2 separate regions of the Hordeum vulgare genome follow, and region 1 is linked to region 2. Evidence: chromatin contacts called from public Hi-C data. All regions are on one chromosome and are shown on one strand. Each heading gives the region's core, a stretch centred on a gene start, on an enhancer-like site or on the middle of the called end of the contact. The rest is flanking DNA. Distances are from core to core; before and after follow the strand shown.

Evidence for each region. Hi-C and Micro-C count contacts between places; a contact is called where the count stands out from the background.
Region 1: a contact with region 2 is called in a Hi-C map of seedling, with 3 times the contacts expected there. The contact joins the promoter of LOC123407290 here to the promoter of LOC123409702 in region 2. A contact is called at or near these places in 1 of 6 Hi-C or Micro-C datasets (seedling) and 1 of 1 datasets of contacts at active chromatin or transcription factors (embryo).

The regions. Positions count from the first base shown.
Region 1 is chr7H:136,334,328-136,337,888 of MorexV3_pseudomolecules_assembly, reverse strand. LOC123407290 (serine/threonine-protein phosphatase 4 regulatory subunit 2) reads right to left here and starts at 1,719. Exons shown (of 8, transcript XM_045100396.1): 1 at 1,571-1,719; 2 at 532-1,079. The coding sequence starts at 1,061.
Region 2 is chr7H:136,020,776-136,024,502 of MorexV3_pseudomolecules_assembly, reverse strand. It overlaps LOC123409702, which reads left to right and starts at 2,324. Exons shown (of 10, transcript XM_045102564.1): 1 at 2,324-2,732; 2 at 2,858-2,966. The coding sequence starts at 2,639. LOC123409703 (39S ribosomal protein L46, mitochondrial) reads left to right here. Exons shown (of 6, transcript XM_045102566.1): 4 at 1,164-1,293; 5 at 1,453-1,575; 6 at 1,733-2,221. The coding sequence ends at 1,882. It overlaps LOC123409704 (a long non-coding RNA gene), which reads left to right and starts at 3,364. Exons shown (of 2, transcript XR_006612892.1): 1 at 3,364-3,489.

The sequences.
Region 1 (3,561 bases), core at 470-2,969, 310 kb before region 2:
TTTATTATATTTCCTAGCCTAGAGAGATTATATATACTCATGTAAGAGACACCGTTTGAGGTTAAGCAGAATCAATCTATTTGATCGGCTCCTAGCAGGAGCCGGTGCCCTAACCCTAGCCGCCCTATTCTCTCTCTCACGCGTGCGACAACAGCGCCTCGCCACCGGCAGCCGCGCCCAGCACAACGCCAGCCACCCTTCCACCCATATAACCTGCGATCTAGGTCTGGTAGGGATCCTATTCCTATCAAAGACCTTTTAGAGATTTCACTATGGACTACATACGGAGCAAAATGAGTGAATCTACGCTCTAAAATATGTCTATATACATCTGTATGTAGTCCATAGTAAAATCTCTAAAAGGTCTTATATTTCGATACGGAGGGAGTAAATCTCTACCCAAGTACCCATGCATGCACATATAAGTTTCAGTACCTAACAATCATTTAAAGCTTCCGTGAAAAGGAAAATGACAATAATGAAAGCTAGATCTACAGAACCACAGCGGCCACATAAATTTGAATGGATTACCCGTCCTTCCTGTCCTGGGTGGCCGCATCCTCGATAGGATGACCCGCGTCAGCAGCTGCTTCAATCATCACCATGGGTGCTGCCACGCCGTCAGCACGCTGGTCTGCATCTACATCTGCTTCAGTCATCACCATGGGCGCTGCCACGGCGCCAACACGCTGGTCTGCGTCGACAGCCTCCTCTTGAACCACCATAGGCACAGTCGAGCCCTCAACACGCTGGTCTGCGTTGACAGCTGCCTCTGGCACCACCACAGGCACTGCCGAGCCCTCGACATGCTGCTCTGCGTTAACAGCTGCCTCTGGCACCACCATGGGTGCTGTCGAGCCCTCGACATGCTGGTCCGTGTCGACAGCCGCCTCCAGCACCACCATGGGCAATGTCAAGCGCTCGACATGCTGTTCCGCCTCGACAGCCGCCTCTGGCACCACCATGGGCACCGCCGAGCCCTCGACATGCTGACCTGCGTGGTCAGCCACCTCCGGAGCCACCCTGGGCCCCGTCGAGTTCTCCGTTGCCGCACCCTCCATGCCCAACCCTTCCAGTAACTGCAAAATGGCAAAAATTCTTAGACAAGAAATTCAGGTATTCATCACATCGTCCTGGTTCCCTTAAAACACCACAAATCATTCCACATCCTATCTAATCGCAGGCAGTCTCGTTCATCTTCCCCGCCTCTCCCATGGCAGCACTCCTTCCCCATCCCAAACTAACGATTCGTCTCAGCACTAACCGCCACATGCTAGCTCCCCGGCGCCGCGCCACAACCCTAGCTCATGGCCACGACGTCTCCGCGTCCGAATAGCATGCACCACCACCAATCACACCCAAATCACGGAGCGGACGACCGCATCGAGGCAATGGACGGCACCGAACCAGCACCCACGCAGTACCTGCTCGAGCCTCCCCGTGCCCAATCAACAGACGGCGGCAACAAACACGCCCCTGATCCAAACCAGCAGGGGAGGGCTCCGCGAAACCCGAAGGCCGGGAGAGGCGAGAGAGGAGGAGTGTGGGGAAGGGGGGAGGAGGGGCGCACCTAGGACCTTGCTTTCCTGCGGCGGGGGTGGCGGAATGGTGGCCGGTGGGGCGAGCTCCGGGCGGCGGCCTTATGAGCGGCGAGTGGGAGGCCGGCTGCGGGAGGGGCCTGGCTGGCTGGCTGGCTGGCAACCTGGCTAGGGTGGATCAGGACCAGAGAAGTTTGGGTGCGGGCGTACGGCGGCTTCAGGATCGAGTCAGGGGTAAAATGGTCTGTTCAACCCTGGCAGCGGTGGTGGGTCAGGGTAAGTGGTGGGTAGAAAAGGGAAAAACGGACTGGTACGAATATTCAATTCTCAGCCGACGCTCATTGCAAACCAACTTACAGTTAAATGGTAAGTTCAAAAAAAAAAACTTGCAGTTAAATGGTTGAAGAGATTGTGGTATTCTCAATTCATTAGAGTTTAATTCTAGTGTTTATATTTATTTCTGAGTTTATTTTTTAGTTTTCGACGATGCGCATTCGATGAAAGAAAACGTTTATGATTATGGTGACTTCGTAAATTTTAAAGATAATATGTCGGTTCAGTCTTTCGAAAATGCTCATAGAGGTAGGATATACGTTCATAAAGATGATTGTATGCGCGCATATAAACGTTTATATTTGTACTATGTTAAAAGAACAGGCTCATTTGCATCTCATGAACAACAAATTTTACAAAAATACTAGTAAAATTTGAAAAAATAAATTTATTTATATGGAAGATATTTTGAATGTGTGAGGTCCATGTCAAAATTCAAAGCATTTGAACATCAAAGTAGCTCTCAACAAAACAAACCAAATAGGGTTCGAACAATGCACAAACAATAAACTTTTTTACGGACTCAAAATTTGTCATTTTCACTCACAGCTACTCCTACATCCAAATATTTTGAAATTAGGTATGTACATCACACACTCAAGCATTTTTCTCCATTAAAAGGTTGAATTTTTAGTATTTTAATGAAATTTAGCATGTACATCACACGCTAAAGCATCTTTCCACATTAAAATTTTAATTTTTTAGTATTTTAAATGATTTGTTTGTTTATTTTCAGACTCATCTGAGCGTGGGAGCCAAAACACCTCACTTTTTGCAACAATTTGAAGTGCCCTAAGTACCTAAATCCTCAAAATTGATATACTTTCATATAAAATCCTTGTATAAAAGAAGATCAAAATGAACTTCTGTGTACCGATGCAAATGCCTCTACATGATTCATGACACAATAAAGTTATATACTTACGATTAGAAGAGTGCCAAATACATATCCCTTTTTGTGTGTGTTGGGGGGAGGGGGGCTTAAAAGAACACTTATAGATAAACACAAGATATAAAAATAAAACCAATTTGATAAGAGCATCTCCAACAGCCGCGCTTCGGGCCGCGCCTAAAAAACCTGTTTGCCGCGCGCCCATCGTCTGGTTTGGCGCGTCGCGCAGCGCTGGCTCCAGCAGCAGCGCTAAAGTGCAGCGCGCGCGCCGCTCCAGCAGCGGGTAAAAATGCAGCGCGCGCGCACAACATTTTCAATTGCAAAATGGGCAAAATAAAAATATTGCATAAAATAAAAAAGGATACAAAATTATTTTACATAGATTGCAACTAGATAGATAGTTCGAAAATATAGATAGATAGTTCGGTGCAAGTAGATAGATAGTTCGAAAATATAAAACTTTTATTAATCCCAGTCGCTCCAATCATCACCACCATCGTCATCGTCGTTGGTGTCGTCAGAGGTTGACAGCCAGATGTCCAACCAACGGTCATCTTCTTCGGTGAAGAAGGACCTCCCGCCTGCTGCGACGATGTCGGCCTGCGCACTCGCCAATGCCTTCCGCCGATGCCTGTCCAACCGCTCCTCGCGGCGCCGGCGCGTGTCCTCCTCGCGGCGCCTTGCCCAATAATCCTGCTCGTAGGCGACGTCCTCCGGGTGGCGCCGGCGCCACTCCGCCATGACCCGCTCGTCCTCCTGGGCGACGAGGAGGCGGCGCTGCCACGCAGTGTGCTTTGC
Region 2 (3,727 bases), core at 1,075-3,574:
GCACCATCACCATATATGCTTATGAATAACTCGGTGATTAGTCTGACAATTCGTGCACACACTTAGTTAGTCTCCTCTCCTTAGAAGGCTGTCGGCCCACAGTTTCAGGGTTGACCCCACAGATTTTGTTTCTGCCTCTGCCATAGGCTGTCGGCCTTCCCAAGCTTCAACGAGTTGCACTCACTTTCATGTGGCATGTTCCTTGAGTAAAGCACCTCGATGAAGGTTGGCAACGGTGGCTGCTTGGCTAGCACCATTTAACTTGTGGCAATGTGTCCTTGGATGTGAGTGTGCCAATGTAACTCATCCTTGTTGCTGTGAGAGTAGGTCGCCTTAATTGTTTTGGCAGTCACATCAATATTCATATTATATCAGAGATCTCAACGGAGACCAAGGCAGCCAAGAAAGGATAATTTGATCATATTGCTGCCATTTGGATTTGGGTAAGATGGGCAAATGTCTTTGGCATGAGCCTTGAAAGCATGTTTACGAAAAAACTAAGAAAGCTGGTCATGGTGTGGTACAGTCTGGTTTTGATCATAGTTGAGAAAACAGGAAGGGTGGTGGAGAGTTAAGTTGGAATCTGCTCTGATTCCATGAAACCCAAAACTGAACCCATTGAGGGGAGTAACATGCTATCCGAAATTAGGATTACGCGTATGTATTTGTTACATAGGAGAATATTGTGGGATATGACACTGTTGTGTGTGCCCACAAGCCCTACACACACATGCAGTTAAGAGTGTGTAGAGTATCACTAACATCTCTCCTTGATCGAAGTGGAACCTGGGGCAGATGTTCAGACTGGAATCAGAGTACTTATGGTAAAGATATCAGCAAACCGTGTCATGTCAATGCGCTCAACTCCACCCATTGCTGTTCCCTCTGCTGTGCAAACTGATACTATCCTGTCCACATCACCAGCAGTTACAAAGATACGCACTGTCGTCATAATTTTATCTTTAGTAGTCCTGGATAACTCTGATGCTTTACTTATTCCCAGCCCGAAGATGGCAGACATACCTCATACAGCAGTATCTTATTTGGTATTGTGTGTTTCATGCAAAACACTCATCATATCCTGAAACTCAAGTATATATTGTGACAATGCTGTTCTGTGAGTATAACACTGTGAGCTCACGCTAATCCAATGTTTTCTGTAGGTCACTACAACGAGCTCTGGATAATAAGCTCTATCTTCTCCTGTATGGCAAAACTTTTGGGGCTCCTGATGGCAAGCCCGTCTGGCATTTTCCAGAAAAAGTGTATGAAAATGAAGACACCTTGCGTTCGGTATGAACTTCTGAAAAGGGCCTTCAATTTTTTATCAGATGATCCATGCTTTAGTTCACTTCCAGTTTATTTCCTTATATTATTTGTCAAGTTTCTGGTAGTTTAAAATTGTAATTTCATAATACCATCCTTATTCATATTTTGTGTATTTGATTTCAGTGCGCCGAATCAGCCCTAAAATCTGTTCTCGGCGGGCTTGACAATACATATTTTGTTGGCAACGCTCCAATGGCTCACATGGTAACTGAACAAAAAGAGGATTCCAGCGTTTCACCATTCAAGGTATTTCTTGGTTCACCATTTTTCTTCTTCTACGCACATAGCATGCGTATCATTGAATAAAAGAAGACTTGCTTGCATTTTGTCAAAGCAATCGACACATTATTTTTGATGCACTGTCATGTGATGATCTCCTAATCCTGGTATATGCATCTAGCAGCGTTTCTTCTTCAAGTCGCAAGTGATCGGCACGACGCATTTTGACATCAGGAGGTGTGAGGACCATGCGTGGGTGACCAAAGCCGAGTTGCTGGAATATTTTCCGGAGCACAAGGATCTCTTGAACAAGATGATCATTCACGTAAGATAGACAGCTCTAATCTGATGGGGGCGGTGACGAAGCCGAGGCCGTCTGAACATGGAGCGTGTGGCATCATGCGCAGCCGTGCTGCTTGACCTGTCTATTGCCGGTTTCCAGCCACCATCTGGGCCGCAAGCGTTTGTCGAAAGAGTGAAACCCCAGAATTTGTTGGTTGGCATTTTTATTAGACTAAAAAAAAATGCACGGTAGCTTCAGCTTTTCTACAGGCTCTTCTCCCGTCACAAGCTATTTTTTGGGCGGAAATAATTGATGGGGTGTCATTCTGTTGTCCCTATTTCCTGACGTTTTGTGGGCCGGCCAACTTAACGCCAAGGCGCTTGATTTGAACGTGTGATGTCTATTTCCTAACGTCTGTAGTTCTCAAAGCCGATAATTCTTGCCGCTGTAGCAATGCACAGTATATGATGTATCTCGTTTATGAGGAAGGGACGAGAGCACAGTCTTGTTGATGCGTATGGATCCAAAGTGGCGCAAGTCATAGGAATTTTCCGTTGGCGTTGAAGCTCTTTGAGATGTGCTGCAGGGCAGGGAGACGAGACAGGTGTGCCCACCATGGCCTTTCGAGTAAAGAATTTGGGAGCGCCCCATGCAGAGCACAACGTGGCGCGCCACGGCAGCTCCACAGCACGCCGCTCGGGACTCTCACCTGCCGACAGGGACCCCCGGCGTCTTCCTTTTCCTTCTTCCCTTTCTCTGGGTTGTTTCAGGGCAGAGAGGAGGCAACTGGTTGGCTGCTGCTGATCCATGAACGTCCCGGTGGGCTTCCTCGCCAAGCTCTGGAGCCTCGCGTCGTTCCTGCCATTCTTCCTCCTCCTCCTGCTACTCGGCTCCGCCAAAGGTAACCAACATACACCATCCCCCGCCTCTCCCTGTCCTCCAAAGTCAGAGGTCTCGATATGTTTTTTTTTTCCATAGCTACCCAAAGCATGCATGGAGCATTTGCGTATTGCATTTTATTTGCAGCTCTTCTGATCGGTCCGGTCGTCGTCGCCATTGTTTTCCTCGGTGATTCGGCCGTCATCGTCGGCCTGTGGCCTGCGCATTTCGTCTGGACGTACTGCTGCGTGCTCACGTACGTACGCCAACTTCCCCCCACATTTTTTTTGACCATGCCTCATTCCTTGATTTGTTACCTCCTTGCATCATGATGAAAAGGACTAAGGTCTAAAGATCATGCGGTGGCAAAGTGTGGTGTAGCAGCATAAAACGTTTTTCTCTAGACTTGCTAGGCCATTAGTTAGTTCCTTGAGCACATGGGTGGGGGCCTGGGGGGTGTGGCGTGTGTGTATAAAATGCCAGCCAGAGCCACACACCAAAACACCGCGGTGAGACCTGGGGCCGGAAGTGGGAGCAAGGTATGTGCCACCAGTGTGTGTTCATCCTCCTCTTCTCCTAAGATTTACGTAGTTCTCTCAAGCGCTCATCGATCCCCCCCCCCCTTCCCCTTCAATGCTTGTACAGTTCCCAATGGTGCTCCTTCTTCGTCGACACCGATTGTGAGCCTGGTGTTCAACTCCATCACGCCGCAATCCCTTGCGGGTACTGGAACCCTCTCATCAAAGGTGTGCTAGCTTGTATCGGCATGGAGGATGTGTGTAAGTTCAAAGTGTTAGGAACAACAACTGCATTTTCTCCATGACTCTCATTTTTAGGATAGAATCCGGAAACAGTGATGATGGACATGGGGATGGTAGGTGAATTCTAGGAAAATAGCCAAAGCTACAGGGCTAAAGCCATGTGGTAGAAAGATTGACATATCGGCTGGTGTGTGCCTAACGGACCGGGAACGATTTCTATCAAGGTACATGCCATACTAGAGACAGATATGCCTAG